Regions from separate parts of the Sus scrofa genome. Here region 1 is linked to region 2. Evidence: chromatin contacts called from public Hi-C data. All regions are on one chromosome and are shown on one strand. Each heading gives the region's core, a stretch centred on a gene start, on an enhancer-like site or on the middle of the called end of the contact. The rest is flanking DNA. Distances are from core to core; before and after follow the strand shown. Region 1 holds the start of NHLRC1 (NHL repeat containing E3 ubiquitin protein ligase 1). Region 2 overlaps KIF13A (kinesin-like protein KIF13A).

The links. Hi-C and Micro-C count contacts between places; a contact is called where the count stands out from the background.
Region 1: a Hi-C map of liver shows a contact between it and region 2, with 2.5 times the contacts expected there. The contact joins the promoter of NHLRC1 here to the enhancer-like site in region 2. A contact is called at or near these places in 7 of 47 Hi-C or Micro-C datasets (embryonic fibroblasts, heart right ventricle, liver and 2 more) and 1 of 2 datasets of contacts at active chromatin or transcription factors (skeletal muscle).

Annotation. Positions count from the first base shown.
Region 1 is chr7:13,816,013-13,819,422 of Sscrofa11.1, reverse strand. It overlaps NHLRC1 (NHL repeat containing E3 ubiquitin protein ligase 1), which reads left to right and starts at 1,779. Exons shown (of 2, transcript NM_001258302.1): 1 at 1,779-2,124; 2 at 2,127-3,180. The coding sequence starts at 1,832. The coding sequence ends at 3,018.
Region 2 is chr7:13,669,833-13,673,039 of Sscrofa11.1, reverse strand. The region is part of intron 2 of KIF13A (kinesin-like protein KIF13A); the gene reads left to right. Among named protein-coding and RNA genes, the nearest start is that of KIF13A, 45 kb to the left of the region's middle. Within about 2 kb of position 1,524, at least 5 of the 83 cell types and tissues checked have an H3K27ac peak or open chromatin away from gene starts, as enhancers often do. A contact at or near this core is called in liver, where this site is marked.

The sequences.
Region 1 (3,410 bases), core at 530-3,029, 150 kb before region 2:
TGTACCGCCTTGATTCCTGAGAGGGGTCATCCTAACTCTTTTCTGAATATTCTGGTACCTGTGGTAGGTACTCTGTGCTTTCCATGTTGACTGAGGTTGATAGAATGGAATCTGATGTCATTTGAGGGGCTGCGATATCACAGGGGTTTTCAAACCTGGCTACACATGGTACCGCCCTAGGGAGCTTTTGAAAACCCCAGCTACCCATACCATGCCCTGGACAAATTAGTTTGAGGGGAATGAGATCTAGGTGTTTACCATGTGCAACCAAGTTTGAAAATGACTGGAATAGTTAAGAGTGTGGACTCTGCAGTTAAATGGTCTGGCTTCAATCCATTTTGAGCTTATTTTTTGTGTATGTGGTGTTAGAAAGTGTTCTAGGAGTTCCTGTCGTGGCACAGTGGTTAACGAATCCGACTAGGAACCATGAGGTTGCGGGTTCGGTCCCTGCCCTTGCTCAGTGGGTTAACGATCCGGCGTTGCCATGAGCTATGGTGTAGGTCGCAGACGCGGCTCGGATCCCGAGTTGCTGTGGCTCTGGCGTAGGCCGGTGGCTACAGCTCCAATTTGACCCCTAGCCTCCATATGCCGTGGGAGCGGCCCAAGAAATAGCTAAAAAAAAACAAGACAAAAAAAAAAAGAAAAGAAAGTGTTCTAATTTCATTCTCTTACATGTGGTTGTCCAGTTTTCCCAGCGTGGTTTATTGAAGAGACTATCTTTCCTCCAGTGTATGTTCTTGCCTCCTTTGTCATAGATTAGTTGACCAGAGCTTCTTGGGTTTATTTCTGGGCCTTCTGCCGTGTTCCTTTGATCTATATTTCTGGTTTTGTGTCAGTACCATACTGTTTTGAGGACTGTAGCTTTGTAGTAGAGTCTGAGGTCAGCGAGCCTGATTCCCCCAGTTCCTTTTTCTTTCTTTTCAATAGTGCTTGGGCTATTCGAGGTAAACTGTCTGGCTTCAAATCCTAGCCTGGCCACTTTCTAGCCATGTGACCCTGGGCAAGAAACTCAACCTCTACAAACTACGGTAGAAAAGGGGTGATGAAAATACCTTGTAGGATTGTCATAACCTGTGGAAACCACTTAAAAGAGGGCAAGGCATGGAATAAATTTGATAGTAATTATGATTAACAGCTTTCTTATTTTATATCAATTTTTCTAGAGGATATGCCCAACCTGGTTCCAGCCTCAGACACAAATTCACCTAGTAGATTTCAGGTATTGTCTTATAATATTCCTTCCTTAGTACATAAATTCATTTTACAAGTGTGCGTTAAGCATCTACTTTACTAGAAGAGTAATAGAAGACCTCAAAGAAGTATGTGTCCCTGCCTCATCCCCTTGAGTTTTAAGTTCCCTTGTGCGTCTGTGTATTCCCAGTCGGATAAGCATCGTGAACCCTGAGACCAGGTTTCTTGCCTGGGCAGCCCCAGCACACAGCATCGCCAATGGGAAACTGCAGGGGGGAAACTAGGGTAAAATCTAGTTTTTACTAGAAAAATCTGGATGATAAAGAGCAACCCGCTTGTCCTCAATAGGTGTGTTCCCTCAAGTGTAAAGTGAAGAGAATCCGTCCATGGCTGTTGAAAATTACAGGTTTGACTACACGCTGTGGATGCAGGCTATAAGTACCCACCGTCAGGCCTTCAGGATACAGTTCGGCGCGCGCCCACCAGGGGGCAGCAGGTCTCGGCCGAGCTGCCTGCCGCCGCGGACGTCAGGTCCAGCGCTCCGCCCCGTGACCCGTGACCGTGACCCAGGGCGGCGCGGGGGCAGCGTGCGGCTCCGTCTGCTGGCCGGCTGGGCGGCGCGGCGCCCGGGGCACGGCAAATGGGTGCCGAGGCCTCCGGGAGCGGGTTGGCTCTGCGGGAGCTGATGCGCGAGGCAGAGATCAGCCTGCTCGAGTGCAAAGTGTGCTTTGAGCGGTTTGGCCACCGCCAGCAGCGGCGCCCGCGCAACCTGCCCTGCGGCCACGTGGTCTGCCTGGCCTGCGTGGCTGCTCTGGCGCATCCGCGGACGCTGGCCCTCGAGTGCCCCTTCTGCCGGCGAGCCTGCCGGGGCTGCGACACCAGCGACTGCCTGCCCGTGCTGCACCTCCTGGAGCTCCTGGGCTCCGCGCTTCGCCGGCGCCCGCGGCCTCCCGCGGCGCCCCCTCCTCCCCAGGGACCCTCACCTGCCACTACGCCTTCGGCGGCTGGGGGACCTTGGTCAACCCCACAGGACTGGCGCTGTGTCCCAAGACAGGACGGGTCGTGGTGGTGCACGACGGCAAGAGGCGGGTCAAGATCTTTGACTCCGCGGGAGGATGTGTCCATCAATTTGGAGAGAAGGGGGACGCTGCTCAGGACATTAGGTACCCACTTGACGTCACTGTCACCAACGACTGCCATGTGGTTATCACCGACGCCGGCGACCGCTCCATCAAAGTGTTTGACTTTTTTGGCCAGATCAAGCTTGTTATTGGAGGCCAGTTCTCCTTGCCTTGGGGTGTGGAGACCACCCCTCAGAATGGGGTCTTGGTAACTGACGCAGAGGCAGGGGCCCTGCACCTCCTGGAAATCGACTTTCCGGAAGGAGTCCTTCGGAAAACTGAACGGTTGCAAGCTCACCTGCACCAACCCAGGGGGGTGGCCGTGTCCTGGCTCACGGGGGCCATCGCGGTCCTAGAGCACCCCCGGGCTCGGGGAACCGGAACCTGCAGCACCACGGTGAAGGTGTTCAGTGCAAGTATGCAGCTCATCGGCCAAGTGGATGCCTTTGGGCTGAGCCTCTTTTTCTCCTCCGAAATAACTGCCTCGGCTGTGACCTTTGATCACCAGGGAAATGTGATTGTTGCTGATACTTCTAGTCAGGCTGTCCTATGCTTAGGAAAACCCGAGGAGTTTCCAGTCCTGAAGCCCATCATCACCCAGGGCCTTTCCCATCCTGTGGCACTGACCTTCACCAAGGAAAATTCTCTTCTTGTGCTGGACAGTGCAGCGCATTCTATAAAAATCTATAAGGTTGACTGGGGGTGATGGGGAGTGGTGGGGGCCCCAGGGCCTGGCATCAGAAGCCCTAGAGCTACAACTTTTGGTTGCTTAACCCTGGATAAGTTACTTAATCTGTCCAACAGAGATAATTACAATTTCTGGTAGCCTTACAGAGGTTAAGGCAATTATTAAAGAATGTTAATTAAATCTACCATTTATTGATTATGTACTTCATGTGCTAAGAAATTTGCAAATATTAGCTCATTTAAGTTTATGGTAATTTCTATTATGAATCCCATTTTAGAGACGAGAAAACTTAGACCCAGAGGGCTTAAGTGATTTACTCAAAGTCACATTTACTCACTAAGACAGTCACAATTGGAACTCAATTCTGACTGCAAATCTGCTTGCTCTTAAATAAGATAACAGATGTGGGG
Region 2 (3,207 bases), core at 275-2,774:
TGGCAGCTACAGCTAGGATTTGACCCTAGCATGGGAACTTCCATATGCTGCGGGTGTGGCCCTAAAAAGAAAAAAAAAGTAGTCAAATGAACATTGATGCTTGAGGTGCTGAATCCTTTTCTAGAATTCTCTCACTTCACTTATCAAAAGGCTAAATAGATGGCCCCAGTTCTCCACTTAAAAGCCACCTTTGTGTCCCATAACTGTATCAAGAGACCTTTGGACACGTATCCCAAACAACCCAAATAGACGTGCTCTGTCTTCAGAGCTATGGAATCAGCTCTTGCAAACTACACTCAGCAGATACAGGAAGAAACATCTACAAGGATGAAGGAGTAAAGTGGTTAGAAATCACTGCTACCTTGGGAATGATCCAGGCTGAGAGTGTGCTTTCACCAGGATTTAGGACCAGCTGGCAATAGCAACTCTTGGGACTACTAGAGACTTCTTTCTAATGGCTGGTCTTGACTTTAGATTGTTGGTGACCAATGTGGAATCTGGCTCCCTTTATTTTTCCCCTAACAAACTTGCAGGTTGTCACTGTCCGTTTTTCCCCTCCTGAGGGATTGAAAACACATTTAAATGTAGCACACGTAAATCTGCTCCCTAGAAATCCTACCACGTATGTCAAAATGAATGATGTTTTTAAAAACACGAGTTCCTGCCGTGGTGCAGCAGGATTGGCGGCATCTCTGCAGCACTGGGACACATGTTTGACCTCCACTGGCTGCAGTGGGTTATAGGATCTGGTGTTGCCGCAATTGCGGTGTAGTAGATCGCAGTTGTAGCTCAGATCTGATCCCTGACCTGGGAACTCTATGGGGCGGCCAAAAAAGAAAACAACAACAACAAAATATGTTAGTATTGCTCATTAATTTCACCCGTGAATACAGTTGAGCTTGTTGCCTTGCTGACTTTCAGGATGTTAACTTTCATGAGCCTCATCTAAGAACTAGGATAATAGCAGTGACATTATGGGATTACTGGGCTCAAATGAAACAATATACGTAGAATACGAGGTCTGGCACTTAGTACCTTCAACTTTTTTTTTAATCTCCTCTTTCTTCCTACAACATTGCTTGGGACTGTGACGCATAGAACAGTGCATTCGTTTAAGCCTCTCAAGTAGGCTCATGTTGTTGGGGGGGGGTGAGTGGGGTGTGGGGAGGTACCTCATCACCTTACTGAAAGTTTAGGGCAATGTAAAATAAGAAGAGAGATGTATGTATATTGGCCTTTGCCCAGGTTCCTGAGGCAGAGCTCCTAAATCCCTTGAAACTTTCTGGGAGATGGGAACATCTCTTGTTCTAATGCGAGGACTCATTCTGGGCTCCTGGCTGGAGACTGGTCACCAGAAAGACTAAACCATGATTAGAAACCCGGAATCTTCAGCTCCTTCCCCGCTTCTTCTGAAAGGTGATTGGAAATGAAGTTAATAATTGATCATGCCTCCATACAAAAACAAAAGCCCCGGGTTCAGAGGGCTTCCAGGTTGGTGAACAAAGGTCTGTGTGCCGGGAGGGTGGTGCAACCAAACTCCACGGGGACAGAAGCTGCCACGCTCAAGACCTTTGTGGACTTGCCCCTGTGTACCTCTCCATCTGGCACCTGTTCATCTATATGGCTTATCATACCCTTTATTACATTTAAAAAAAAAAAAAGCAGTTCACATGATTAAGTGTTTCCCTGAGTTCTGTAAGCTATTCTAGTAAATGACTGAACTCCTGGAAGAGGGTGGGAACCTCTGGTTTAGAGTTGGTTGTTCAGAAGCACAGGTGATAACTTGGACTTGTAGCTGGTATCTGAGGTGGGGCAGGGCAGTCTTGGGGACTGAGCCCTTAACTGCAGGGTCTGATGCTCAGTCCAGGCAAACGGTGTCAGAACTGCATGGTGAGGAGGAGTTCCCTTTGTAGCTCAGCAGATTAAGGACTCGACATTGTCTCTGTGAGGATGCGGGTTCCATCCCTGGCCTCGCTCTGTGGGTTAAGGATCTGGCGTTGCTGCAAGCTTCAGCATAGGTTGAAGATGAGGCTCAGATCTGGCGTTGCTGTGGCTGTGGTGTATGCTGGCAGCTGCAGCTCCAATTCATCCCCTAGCCTGGGAACTTCCACATGCTGTGGGTGTGGCTGAAAAAAAGAAAAAAAAATGTTTGGTGGGGAAACCTACATATTAGGTGTCAGAAGTGCTGTGACTGCAAGAGTAAAGGGGAAACTGAGTTTTTTCCCTAACCCTCTCGCCTCTAATGGCTGATGAACTGGTAGTGTCAGTTCAACACTTACTTTTATGTAAGTGATAAGAAGTCACTATTAGTTATTTGTGTTCACTTGAATGGTTCGTGTAGGGTCTTCTGTGTTATTCTCATTGGATGGAGGAAATTTATGTTTTCATTTAAAAACAACCTCTGTGCTTCAGTGCACTAAGATGAAAGGAGATGAGATTTAAGGAGTAGGAATTATTGTGGTTTTCAGATCTCTTTAAAGCCAAGTAAACCATCAGATTTTATCCTTATTCAAGAATCGTTTTGGAAACAAGTAATTTATCTTTTTAAAAGCCTCATCTGTACTAATCAGTATGGTGTAAGTCACCTTTTCTTTTCTTTTCTTTTTTTGTCTTTTGTCTTTTTAGGGCCACACCTGCGGCATATGGAGGTTCCCAAGCTAGGGGTTGAATTGGAGCTGTAGCTGCCAGCCTACACCACAGCCACAGCAACTTGGGGTCTGAGCAGTATCTGCAACCTATACCACAGCTCACAGCAATGCCGAATCCTTAACCCACTGAGCGAGGCCAGGGATTGAACCCTTGTGGATACCAGTCGGATTTGTTAACCACTGAGCCACAATGGGAACTCCATAAATCAGCTTTTGAATTTTGAAATTAGCAGAGTTTTTTTTTTTTTTCTTTTTAGTGCCACACCCATGGATATAGAGGTTCCCAGGCTAGGGGTCCAATCAGAGCTACAGCTGCTGGTCTATGCCACAGTCACAACAACGCAGGATCCGAGACACATCTGTGACCTATACTACAGCTCACAGCAACACCAGATCCTTAACCCACTGAGCAAGGACAGGGATCAAACCTGCAACCTCATGATTCCTAATTGGATTCATTTCTGCTGCACCACGACGGGAAGTCCTGGTCAGTTTTTTGTTGTACACCTATGTACATTGAAGAAGATAAAAAATTTTGTTTTCAAGGTACAGTCTTGTC